3 separate regions of the Triticum aestivum genome follow, and all the other regions are linked to region 3. Evidence: chromatin contacts called from public Hi-C data. All regions are on one chromosome and are shown on one strand. Each heading gives the region's core, a stretch centred on a gene start, on an enhancer-like site or on the middle of the called end of the contact. The rest is flanking DNA. Distances are from core to core; before and after follow the strand shown.

The links. Hi-C and Micro-C count contacts between places; a contact is called where the count stands out from the background.
Region 1: a Hi-C map of leaf shows a contact between it and region 3, with 6 times the contacts expected there. The contact joins the promoter of LOC123127671 here to the enhancer-like site in region 3. A contact is called at or near these places in 3 of 5 Hi-C or Micro-C datasets (leaf and root).
Region 2: a Hi-C map of leaf shows a contact between it and region 3, with 9 times the contacts expected there. The contact joins the promoter of LOC123127670 here to the enhancer-like site in region 3. A contact is called at or near these places in 2 of 5 Hi-C or Micro-C datasets (leaf and root).

The regions. Positions count from the first base shown.
Region 1 is chr6A:407,211,550-407,215,762 of IWGSC CS RefSeq v2.1, forward strand. LOC123127671 (bidirectional sugar transporter SWEET4) reads right to left here and starts at 2,661. Exons shown (of 5, transcript XM_044547452.1): 1 at 2,368-2,661; 2 at 1,990-2,026; 3 at 1,373-1,751; 4 at 404-523. The coding sequence starts at 2,410.
Region 2 is chr6A:407,195,644-407,199,875 of IWGSC CS RefSeq v2.1, forward strand. LOC123127670 reads left to right here and starts at 2,514. Exons shown (of 6, transcript XM_044547451.1): 1 at 2,514-2,782; 2 at 3,949-3,980. The coding sequence starts at 2,730.
Region 3 is chr6A:407,488,118-407,493,061 of IWGSC CS RefSeq v2.1, forward strand. No RefSeq gene overlaps it. Among protein-coding and RNA genes, the nearest start is that of LOC123127672, 190 kb to the right of the region's middle. Within about 2 kb of position 1,529, at least 4 of the 8 cell types and tissues checked have an H3K27ac peak or open chromatin away from gene starts, as enhancers often do. A contact at or near this core is called in leaf, where this site is marked.

The sequences.
Region 1 (4,213 bases), core at 1,411-3,910, 280 kb before region 3:
GAAAGGGCCCCGGTTACTTGTGTCCGCGGGGGGTGCACGCAACTTGTTGTGAGAAGGCAAGCTCAACATCGTCCTAGTTGCAAGGCTGCATTCATTTGGGTTGGGTGGTTCGCCTGAACCAATCCAAATATGGTTTGGTACCTAACCAGATCAGATGCACCTCCTAAATTTATACACCCGGCCCTGCCATCATCCACTTGCCTTGGCAGAACTTAGCAAGTCACCCATGTTCACTTCCGGCGCTGCTTACTTTAATTAGACGGGCATTGCCCAGGTTCTGTGCTGGCTACTCAGGGTAGCAAGCGCGCTCAAGTGGAAGCCATCCTCATCTCACACCAGCAATCAGTATACTGCTAGCTAATGGTTACTAGTATTACTGTGTGTGAAAGTTTAGAAGGCTTACGGTGATGTAGAGGTCGAACTTGATGAGGGCGTAGGCAGTCCAGCAGATGCCATTGACGAGCGAGGCCACGGACAGGAACAGGGGCATGTACTCCACGCTCTTGGTCTGGATCACCATTTTCTGAAACACGGACACGGAAAGAATCAACATGATGATGATGATGAACAATACAAAAGAAAATTCATTCATTTTACAGACAATTGTTTGTTTGTGCTGCACAATTCATCCAAAGAACAGGTAGTAAAACGGAAACAACTTCCCTCTACACGTATTAACCAGGTTATGAAGCACAAAAACTACCAAGGAAGCGACGGCATGGGAGATGACACAACTTTTGTTTTGTTTGAGATGGGAGGACTAAAAGTAAGTGCATAAAAGAACAGGAAAAAAAGAGAAGCTATGATCAATTTTAACGAAAAGTGCAAGCGGGCACAAGTTGTTGACTACAGTCGGATCAAAAAGTGAAGGATGAACAAAAAGAACATGAGTTTTTTCCTTTCTGACAGCAAAAGAACATGAGTTTTTCCTCTCTCTTTTGACAGCAAAGGAACAGGAGTTGATTTGACGCCATAATTGGAAACACTGCATGTACGTAATACATTATATTTTTTCTTGAGAAAAGAATATTTGCGCTGTTCAAAGTTGATAGCGAGGTAACCGAAAAGAATACAGCTACTGCTAGATAGAGAGAAAACGACAGGATTACGCAGGCGTGTACTCGCGTATTCTATTCTCCACCCAGAACGTACCCAGAGGCCAGAGCAGACGTTGGTCAATCAAATTAGTATAGATTAATCCAGCGTTCTTTTCCTATGGTTATTCTCATTCGAAGAGCGGTTAATTAATCATTTCCTCACCTACCGGTACTAGTGTAACACTGAAATCAATCATTAAAATACCACCACCAAATCTCACTCCAATACTGTACTAGTTTGTAGGTGAGACCGTGGGAGTGATGGCGACGCGTACCATGACGGAGAGCGGCGCGGCGTACATGCCGGTGCCGAAGAGGACGCAGAGGATGCCGACGACCATGGACCTGCGGTCGTGGGTGTGGGCGAGGGAGAGGACGAGCGCGGCGACCCCCGCGACGAAGGCGACCTCGGCGACCAGCAGGAGGAGGACTCGGCGGCGGGCGGCGCCGACGGAGAAGGTGAGGAAGAGCGCGATGTAGGTGAGCTCGATGAGCATGCCGGTGCCGTTGATGGTGATGACGAGCATGCTGTGCGGGTGCACCAGCGGGAGCCCGTAGAGCACCCACATCATGCAGTTCAGCAGCGTCGCCAGGTACGGCACCGCCGAGTACTGCTCCACCGTCTTCTTTTTCCAGATACTGATGAACGTCGGCCTGCAAGGAATTCGCAGTTGGCAAGTATTTTCACTGGTCAGGCATTTTTTCGAAGAGATATCCAAACTATTTCGATCAGAAAAAGGAATAGTACAAAATTATCGCGGTGCCGATCTACGCATTCTCACGAATTTGTGTCATGTAATTCTCGCTCTTTGCTCAGCACAATTAATTCCGGAATCCATTTGTATCCGGCGAATTAAATGAAGATAGACTTATGGTTTTAGTCGGTGCTTACACTGGGGATAGGAAGAGCACCAAGGCGGTTCCATTGCCTGCAAGGGAGACACCAAACAATCCCAAAAAAAGCAACATCAGAAGTAGATCTCGGACGATGAACAAACAAACACAAAGGAGGAACCGCCGAACAAATCACGAATCGGGCCGCTCTAGGGAAGCCGGCGCGTGATGCTCGCTTGCACTAGAAGGGAGCAAAAGTTCGTGAAGAGGACACGCGCAAAGCGGCGAGAAACAAAAAGAGCATCAGGAGGCAACAGCAGCACCCCCACCGTACGACCCGTGTGGCGCCGCTGCCACATGGTTTTCGCTGCAGCGCAGGCGCACATGCGTATGCGGTACAGAGGCGGGGGGCGTGGGGCGACGGGGAGGCACGCACCTATGACGCCGATGACGGTGCGGATAGCGTCCGGCGACACCATGGTGGCTTGGCTTCCGGCGAGAGGTAACCGCACCGAGGGGGAACTGATCTAGAGGAGCGTCTCGGGTGCAGACGAGAGGGGGAGAGGGGAACGGATTTCTGGACTTGGAGGGGAGGAGGGGAAGGGGGCAGGGAAGGATGCAAGTACAGCGGACCCTCTCCCTCTGTCTCTGTGCGTCGCGTTTGATGAGTGAATGATCTCAGGAAAACACCGAACGGGGTCCTTAAATAGAGCGGGGCTGCTGACCCGTGGGCCCCGCACCGTCGTCCCCGTCTCTATCTCTATCCGGCTCTCTCTCTCTCTCATGGACGCCGCGCCGGCCTTTCGCATACGCCTCTTTCTCTGTGTGTGTGTGTGTGTTTCTCTCTCTATAACTAACTACCCCCGATGTGCTGTGGCCCAGCAGCCAGCCGGGTGGGTTGGTCATACTTTTCTTTTTTCTTTTAGGATTTTATTTATTTAGATGAAATGGTGGGTTGCTTCGACTTTGGTAGATATTCGCATTCTTGGCCCGGGAGCAACCCGCTGGGCGTAAATACCAGTGTTTTGGTTTCCTGCAACCATTTTTGCTTCCTTTTGCCTTTACTTTCCGTCCGATTGAGCCCGACTGACTCAGATAATGCAGACTCTATTCTGCATTTTTATTTGGCTAACTCTACAGCATCACGAGATTGTTTCGTCTATGGTGCTTGGTTGACAGCACTGGGCATTATGGTTGTGAAGATGCAATTACACGATGTTAGGTTGCTCCAGGGTGAATGTTTTGGTCATCCCTTCTCGCGGGCAGTGATCTTACCGTATTACATAGATAGGCAGTACCAAACTAATATCATTTCAATCCTAGCTACTAACAAATGACGGTTCATCAGTTCGTCTTAACTACTAACAAATGGCAATGGCAGTACCAAATTAACAATCATATAGCTCAATGTGGGAAAGTTCATCAATGTCGAGCAAGGGGGGAGTTCATCTTCCTCGTCTTCTTCCATTTCAGATATTTGAGATACCTCTGTTAGCCCACATTGCTTTAGTCACTTTAACCTATTGCTCTTACAAGTTTCACTTTCATGTTCGCTAGTCGTCACATCTTTCTTCTTCGGCACATGCTCATCAAGACTCCATCCTAAGATTCACAGGAAAACTCAGTTGCATGTGTGAAAAACATAAAAACAAAACAAATCCCTACTCTCACCTCTAGTACTAACTAATGTATTGATGATCATCATCTTTTCCCGATGAATGGCATAGTGGAAGTAACAAGGATGCCCGTAATAATGAGACCACACTGTTAGAGAAACGATGTTGTTGAATAGAACCAACTTATGAAATACTGCGCGATCACATCGTCTAATTAGTTGTCGGTATTTTGAACAGAGTGTTAACGTTTACTCACATCATTAGACAAGATGGTTGTTTTGGGTTGCCAAACGTCACACCTTAACTAGATGGTCATCATTACTACTAAAGGGGAGTTGGTCTTTGTACGTTCACCTTCACCCTTGCCTCTCTCCTATCTGTTTTCCCTTCTGTATGCCACCCCTCCCACATGTTTTGCATTAACTCAATCAAATCAAATTACATCTTACCAAAACCTCAACAAAATCAAAACTTTAATTGCGGTCCTTTACCATACCCAAATCAAATCAAATCTTATCAAAATCTCAACTAAATCAAATTTTTTTCATTTTTCCCAACTCATAGCGAAATCAAATCAAATCTTACAAAATCTCAACTAAATGAAAACCTTCCTCGCCTTCCGCTATCCATACTCAAATCAAATCAAATCTTACCAAAATCTATAAT
Region 2 (4,232 bases), core at 1,264-3,763, 290 kb before region 3:
TCATGTGGCGAATAAAAATATAGCTCCAAGTAAAGTTACCGATGAACGAAGATGAAAGAGGGGATGCCTTTCGGGGCATACCCAAGACTAGGCTTTTGGTTGTCCTTGAATATTAACTTGGGGTGCCTTGGGCATCCCCAAGCTTAGGCTCTTGCCACTACTTATTCCATAATCCATCGAATCTTTACCCAAAACTTGAAAACTTCACAACACAAAACTTAACAGAAAACTCGTAAGCTCCGTTAGCGAAAGAAAACAAAACACCACTTCAAGGTACTGTAATGAACTCATTATTTATTTATATTAGTGTAATATCTACTGTATTCCAACTTCTCTGTGGTTTATAAACTCTTTTACTAGCCATAGATTCATCAAAATAAGCAAACAACACATAAAAACAGAATTTGTCAAAAACAGAACAGTCTGTAGTAATCTGTAGCTAACATAAACTTCTGGAACCCCAAAAATTCTAAAATAAATTGCTGGACGTGAGCAATTTATCTATTAATCATCTGCAATAAGAATTAACTAAATAACACTCTCCAATAAAAAATGGCAGCAATACTCGTGAGCGCTAAAATTTCTGTTTTTTACAGCAAGATCAACAAGACTTTCCCCAAGTCTTCCCAATGGTTCTACTTGGCACAAACACTAATTAAAATCATAAAACCACATCTAAACATAGGCTAGATGAATTATTTATTACTAAACAGGAACAAAGAGCAAGGAACAAAAATAAAGTTGGGTTGCCTTCCAACAAGCGCTATCGTTCAACGCCCCTAACTAGGCATGATGATTTCAATGATGCTCACATAGAAGGTAAGAATTGAAACATAAAGAGAGCATCATGAAGAATATGACTAGCACATTTAAGTCTAACCCACTTCCTATGCATAGGGATTTTTTGAGCAAACAACTCATGGAACAATAATCAACTAGCATAGGAAGGTAAAGCAAGCAAAACTTTAAGATTTTAAGCACATAGAGCGGAAACTTGATATTATTGCAACTCTTACAAGCATATATTCCTCCCTCATAATAATTTTCAGTAGCATCATGAATGAATTCAACAATATAACTATCACATAAATCATTCTTTTCATGATGCATAAGCATAGAATTTTTATCACTCTCCACATAAGCAAATTTCTTCTCATGAATAGTAGTGGGAGCAAACTCAACAAAATAACTATCATGGGATTGAAAATTGAAATCAAGATGACAAGTTTCATGGATATCATTATTCTTTATAGTATACAAGTCATCACAATAATCATCATAGATAGCAACTTTGTTCTCATAATCAATTGGAATCTCTTCCGAAATAGTGGATTCATCACAAAATAAAGTCATGACCTCTTCAAATCCACTTTTATCAAAAGATTTATTTTAAGTGCATAACTCAAACATCAACTCTTTGGTTTTCATTGTGAGTCCACATATGCTCCACCTGTCGGTCCATTTTCTCTTAATCATGTCCACTTTTTCGTCTGAATCCGACGAATCAAAGAACTCATCTTAAATCATTTGGTCAAGCTCCGTCGACTCATACTCGTCGTCCTACGAAGCATCGGAATTCATCGTTTTCCCTAAAAATCACAAAAATTAGGTCGAACACATAGTGCATGAAGGGGAGCCCGTGAGTTGCCAGACGTACTGCAATGGCGTCCGGGCCGGCGACGACGTCTTCGATGGCGAGGACGGGAGAGAGGAGTGATGTGCCGATGGTGGCGGCGCAGAGGCTCGGAACAGCTGCAGACCGCGCGTGGCAGCAGAGCTACGAGACGGATGCCGCGGAAAAGAAAGAAGAGAGGAGAGAGCAAATGGATCCGGTAGGGCAAGGGATAGATTTGGTGCAATTTGAGGTGGGGTAGGGCTGTCGGGTCTCAGTGGCGGGCGCGTCCGAGCGGCCCATATCCATCCTATATTTAGGCTGGATACGAGGAGTGCCGGTCAGCCGGGGGGTTTGAGGTGCCCATCTAGGTCGATTTTTTGTGACCAGTCAGTTACCGGGCCGTCTGCCCGGGCGTTTGAGGCGGGTATGGGACGCCCGGGTGTAGATGCTCTTATATAGCACTCAAAAGAAAAAAAAACTTGTGTGAACCAACCTGTAGTTAGATGATTAGAGAGACAGTGATATCCACAGCCCACCAGGTTTCAAGTCCTGGTAAATGACATGCCGGATCAGTCTCTCGAAGGTGCTCATATGCGTTCATATGGGTGAGTGTATGAGCGTAAGTATGAGCGCTTAAGGCTGTGCTGATGTTAAAAAAAAAGAAGAAACTTGTGGATCTCTTGTTTTGGGACTTCCAATCGTGGCACGGCGCAATTCTACGGCCCACTCGTCAGTGGCAGCAATTTCCCGGAATCGAGACATTACTGCGCAAAGCACTCCCGCTTGGACGAGGATCCCCTGCCGTGCGGCAGGGTGCCGTTCCGTCGCTGACTCATAGGCCCGACTGAAATTTGACCCACCTGTCAGTGGCCTAACGGCAGGCGCCGTACGTCAGAGGAGCTTCCCCGCTTTCCCCACCCACACCCCCGGCCCGGGCCCCCATCTTCGCCCCTTTGTTCCTCCCTCTTTTGCATCTCTCGCCGGGGCAGGGCACGGAGGGTGGAAGAAACAGGGCGGCAGCCGTGCTGGGCAGGAGGAGGAAGGAAGCAACCCCACCCACCACCCGCTTCTTCTTCCTCCCCTCTCCACGCCTCCCAGGGCCCGAGCTGCTGCCATGGCGGATAGCAACCCGGACAGCATCAAGAGATACACGCCTCCCGTGCACAGGTCAACCCCTCCCGCATTCGCCTTTCTTTCCAGGACGCTCGTGCAGCTTCTTGCCATTTTCGATTCGGGCCGCGCTTACCGAGAATCGCATTCCGAGTGTGGGATTGGACCCCGGCCTGGTCGAATCCTTTGCGAGAAGGGGTGGCTTCTTGGTGATCTGGGGCACCTGTGGCGCGGAGGCTGGGAGCTGCCTGCCTTGGATTCGGTCATTTCCTGGGATTTTGGTACTACTATTACGCTTCGGGGCATGAAATTCATGTGGTGGTTTGGTTGGGATTAGCTGGAAGGTTGACGGTGTGACCTTCTCATTGCCCTTCTTAGATTTGGCTGCTACGTCGTTTTCTATAGCTGCTTAATGCGTGTGATTTGAGGTAGAGCCTGAGAACATGTAATAGCCTATGATGTCACCGAATCGGCGAATCTAGCCTTGCTTTTTTTTCTTTTCGCTATTTCTGCTAGCTAATAGAGGGCATAATGAAAGCGGTTCTTGACACATATATCTTCATCACTAGCAAGCTACCATTGTTGGTCCTGGGGTGGTCTTTTGGCACGCTGATCTAGTTTATCAGTGAGTATATGGAAAAAGGACACTCTTGAAAGCTAACTTTTTGCCTAAAGGGTGTTTGTTTAGCTTTGGTCAAGCATCATGGCTTCATTCCGAGATGAAGGGTGACTCTAGTGTGGATTATTCAACTTAACGCAACCTTGCTCAGCCACTCTTACCCATGCAGTCGTCCAGCTTGGATAAAGCCGATGATCAGTTTGAAGTAGTGTATATAATTGGCTTAAAGGTCTCTTGTCTATATTATCTGGCTCTGCATGTTTTAGATTTCTGTTATTCAAATGCTGTAATTGTTCTGTAGTCACTTACGACTCACATTAACAAATTTAGTTCAGCATGAACAGAAAGTAGATTTGTTGGAGCAATCTTGTGTGTTCAGTTGACAATATCATTGATTTGGTCAGTTGTTCTTAGTTATGTTTCTAGTATTTCTGACCTGATACTTAGATATCTGCAGTTCTCAGTATGTGTATGATGTTTAAAAACCTAGTTAGTACTTGAAAGATGTTTTTGCGCTGACTGCATTGTTAGCTTTTTATGTTGCTACGTATTTGTGCATATGACCTGCTTGCTGATGTCTGTCTTTACTCTCATTATGCTTCAGGAATCGTGCAAACAATCGCCGCAAGGCTGGAGGTACATCTCATTTGGATGCGATTAGTTAGACTTCATAGATACTTGCTATGTTATGTTTTCCTTTTATTGTGTGTTTGGTCACTACGCTCAGTATGATGCGCATGGTCCCACCAATAGTCAATAACTCAATATGATCTGACGTAGTTGCTTGGTGTTATATGGTATCACTCATTGTGTCCCAAATTTTTTCTAGGAGTGCTTTTAGATGTCTTGTCCACATACTCCAATTAATGTGGTTCTTTGAGACAATGA
Region 3 (4,944 bases), core at 279-2,778:
CTACCCCCTGCACTGTTTTTATGAAATGACCTGCAGCCCAATTGTAGGCGGATTTTTGCTTTTTAAAAATATATCCATATCTTTTAAACCGTAACTCCAAATTTAACACGTTATGTATAGATTTTGAGTTGAAGAATGAGTAGAATCTGAATATGATGTTATTTTACCTGTTAACAAATTTTAAAATATGGTTAAACGAAAAAAAATCTATTTTAAATGTTATTTAGGATGCAACCTTAATCGATAGCGCATGATCCATCTTTTTTTTCATATTGGTGACTACCCGGATTGGAAATAAACGCCTACAAAAAAATTAGATTGGAGACAAAAGAAACCATCTACCCTCCTCCTTGCTCACCTTGCACTCTTCGGGTCGCCTTCGGTGTACGCCCCTTTGTGTTGCACCCTGTGCCCCCCCCCCTCCACCCCCTATCAATGAAATGATATGCAACAATATGTATTCACCAAAAGAACAAAAGAAACCATCTATCACTACACATGCATGCCTCATCAAAACCTCACAAAGAAAGCAGATTGCTCATCTTATGTCGGAAAAGAGACATTTTAGGATTGACCATATTTAAACATGTTGTAATTGTGTGAGCACAGTGACCACCATCGGCGAGGGTGGAAAGAAGGGATAAGCGGAAGGACCCTGATAAGTGCCACACGTGTGGCACCAACACATAGCAACTCCGAACGTTTTTATGACAAATTTACTAACGCGAGGATGACAACTTTAGTTATCAAGCATGTCAACATTTTTTTTCAGATGGCAAGTTTCAGTTTTTTGGAGTTTGTTTTTTTCTTTTCGGATCAGAACTTTAGTTGTGAAAACATCAGGGTCGAAGTGCTTTGTGTCACACATGTGTTACTTATCATTTGGGTAAGCGAAAACACAGATGAGATACCATGTGTTAAGGTAAAGAACGTAGACCTATCGGGGTCTTAAGTCATGGTTATTGAGTTAGAAGCGTGTGGTATTTTTTTACAACGCACTGACTACTAATACGTGGCATGGTCGTCATCCTGCACTTTGCTCTGTCAATCAGCACGTTGTTCCCCACAAATATTAAAACAGCAATGTATGTATGTTAGGTCTGTCGGATGCAAAAAGAAGTCCTAATCACACGTACTCGTCAGGTCAGTTCTGCAACGTGAAAGCATCAGCAGTCAGCATAATAGACTATGATAAGAGAAACCGGGCGAGCGAGCTTTTGTCATGCCTAAGAGGAGATGTCGGTGTCCATGGACGGACACTCGGGGTAGGATCACCACACCACACCACACCACCATGTTCGGTGACAAGTCATGGCAACGCGCAGCAGCTAATCAATATTGCATCCGGTTGACCCATCATGTTTATAGCCTGCCAGATCTTCCACGCGGAACTGAAAGCAAGGGGCACCGCCCAACTGGTACAGTACCTTTGCCTTGACGTTAACGGGTGCGACCTGTGTCCTCCGTTCCCATTACCCGCCCTAGCCACTGTGCCTTGACGATATCCATATATCCTATCTCGCTTTGTGGGCCGGCACGCCGGGGTTTGACCAGCCGGAAACTCGACAGCGTAACGTCGAGCTGCCGTGGCTGTGTGGATACACAGTGTGCACGAGTGATTGAGGGGCCGTGTACAGATTCGGTGGGCTGGATTTCTCAGATAAGGCTGATCATCACCGGATCCTGAGCGCGACACTGCACCTAGGCTGGGCGGGGATCTCAAAAAAAAAAAACCTAGGCTGGGCGAGACCTTTGGGGATGCTGGATAAGCACGTCTCGTTCACTTGAAATCTTGTGGAATTTGCATATCCGGTTTGCTAAACATGGGCGACTACAATGAGCTTGGAAGCACGGCCGTGTACGAATTCACCTAAAGCTAGTGCCTTCTCAAGGGAAGAAAAGGGAGCCCCATGGCAGTGCAAACAGTGATAAGAAATTCCCAAGTTGTACTAGAAAGTAATAAGTGTTGGTTGGTGGGAAGAAAAGGTTGCCATTCTATGGAATGTGATTTAGCAGTCGACTTCCGAATAAGGTTAGAACTAACTAAGCCCCCCTTTCCGTGAGCAAGGTAGCCTTGGTTGAAAAAAGAGAGGAAGGTAGCCCTATTTTTTTCAATTTATGCGGGAAATTAAGAATTCAAAAGGAGATTGCCAGATTCGGCAACTATTCAGCCTCGTGGATGGAGGATAGATTGCACTGGTCAGCTATCTTAACGTGAACTTCATGGAGCTAGTCCAATTTTATTTAATTTTTTATTTGCGAGTGAGTCCAAAAGTTTCTTAACAGCGAGAAAAGCCAAGCTCATGACAGGTAATACAATTTGATTAGCTGAAAATTTCCTTTGGTAAAGAGGGCTCGTCTATCATTAACAATTCCAGCAATCCATATAAATACGAAAGGGTATTTTATCCTTATCAACAGGATGTTGGTCTTGACTTAAGTGAAGATATTGGCTCTTTTCTTTTCTTTTATTCGCAAAATACGCCATCTTATTAGAAGAAGAATCTCAATTATTGCTCCAAAGAAACGGCAAACATCAAGAATGTTACACCTATGAAACTAGTAAAAAATCCCACTAGCCTGGCTGTGATGCTCTGGTGTTGGATAGATACAGTGAACTCAAGAACAGGAAACGCCGGCTACGAGCGTTAGAAGAACAGCCCAATAAGAGCAGAGCAAATGTGTTTCTTTTCCTTATAAAATACTCCACTAAATGTGGTGCCATAGGATTTGGGCATTAACCTATCGCCGAGTAATGTGCAAGTATCTATCGCTGAGTAGGATCCGATGCAAAAGGGGATACTTGCCTTAACATGGTTTGTTAGGCCAAGACAGCCCTTTCTCGTCATAATCAATGTTAACAGCGACCCAATAACAACTCCAAAATGCTAATGGCCGCTCCACGGGAATATTGGAAACCTTGGAAAAGGCAATCCTCTAAATCATATCGGCTTCAAGTGGCCTTACTAGAAGAGAAACCTCAGAAAAAAAGCAATCATGTAAATCATATCCGATTCAAGTGGCATTACTGTATGGAGACACATCAAAGCTGATTCGGCTGAGCGTAAGTGTAACATGTTGTGCTGCGCAGTATACACAGGATATATCATAGTATGTGGAGTACGATGAGTGTGTTTGTTCTGTCCACGTCACGTCACTCCTGTTTCCATCCACGCCTTGCCTGCCTCACATTGACTAGATTGCTCATCTCTCCACCACCAAGTTATCTGCTATTCAGGTTCTGTACGAAATATTACTCCCTAGTGTCAGAAAATGTCTCTTACATTTTGAGACTGAGGGAGTATATACACAGAATCAAGTTACTTTATGTTTTCTTTTCTTTTCCACGTATTCAAGTAAAGAGTTAAGTGTTTTGCACCTGAAATTGAATTTGATGATTGCCCTGCTCTAGCCTGACTAAATTTATGGCAGTCTGTATTCATTTTCCTGCCCCTCGATTACCCATATTTATTTTCGAAATAGCTGGCGATTGTTCCATGTGGGAATCCTATTTGGCGCACAGGCCGCTAGTTAACAACCGAGCGCATACCCCCTGCCGCTGCGTACACTTTGAGCGGGCATATTTATAGGATTTCTTACAAAATAGAAATTCTGAAAAAAGGAAAAATTGAGAAATTTTTGAAATCCCAAATTATCTAAAGAAGAAACAACAAAAAGGAAAAGGAAAAAAAATGAAAATATGGTATGAAAAAACTCGACGCCCCGTACATGGGCCAGCTCAGAAAGAGCTCGCAGGGAAAGGGGCTGCGCGTTGGCTCGGCATATCCTATTCAGCACTTCACGCGCCAGTTTCTTCCGGGAGCAACTAGTTGACGAGCACTCCTTCGGGAGCCTCGCAACGATCACTTGCGGTGGGTTCTGTGCCGCCGCCACGTGTCGCGTCCTGGTCGCTCTCCCTAAAAAAATTTCGCACGCGTTTCTGGCTTTTTGGATAGTTTTTCTGGGTTTTTTTCAACATTCGGTTTTCCACCTGTCATTCTTACCTTTTCGACAAAAAAATTAAAAAAAAATACATAAAAAAACGTATATATTTTTCTTAAGGGGCACAATTTTGCTTCCACGAGAGGTATGCTTTTGCTTCCGCGAGAGGCATGGCCGTGCCTCTCAGAGACGAAAAAAAACACGTATTTACTTTTCTTTTCTTACATAAGAGGCACAGTTTTGCTTTTGCTTTCGTAAGAGGCATGGTCATGTCTCTTAAAAAGAGCTCAGAAAGAGCTCGCAGGGAAAGGGGCTGCGCGTTGGCTCGGCATATCCTATTCAGCACTTCACGCGCCAATTTCTTCCGGGAGCAACTAGTTGACGAGCACTCCTTCGGGAGCCTCGCAACGATCACTTGAGGTGGGTTCTCTACCGCCGCCACATGTCGCGTCCTGGTCGCTCTCTCTAAATTTTTTTCGTACGCGTTTCTGGCTTTTTGGATAGTTTTTTCTGGGTTTTTTTCAACATTTGGTTTTCCACCTGTCATTCTTACCTTTTCGACAAAAAAAATTTACATGAAAAAATGTATATATTTTTCTTAAGGGGCACAATTTTGCTTCCACGAGAGGTATGCTTTTGCTTCCGCGAGAGGCATGGCCGTGCCTCAGAGACGAAAAAAACACGTATTTACTTTTCTTTTCTTCCATGAGAGACACAATTTTGCTTCCGTAAGAGGCATGGTCATGTCTCTTAGAAACGAAAAAAAAATTATTTGCTTTGGTGAGAGGCACGATTTTGCTTCCTCGAGAGGCACAACCATGCCTCTTGGAATAAATATAAAAAACTGTTTTTACCTTTTGTGAGAGGCACGTTTTTGCTTCCGCGAGAGGCACAATCATGTCTTTCGGAAACAAAAAAAATGCATTTTCTCTTTTTAAACGGCTACTAGAAAGGGAAAAAACGTGCTCCCGGTTTGGTCTTTTCGTCCGGGTTTCTTCATCA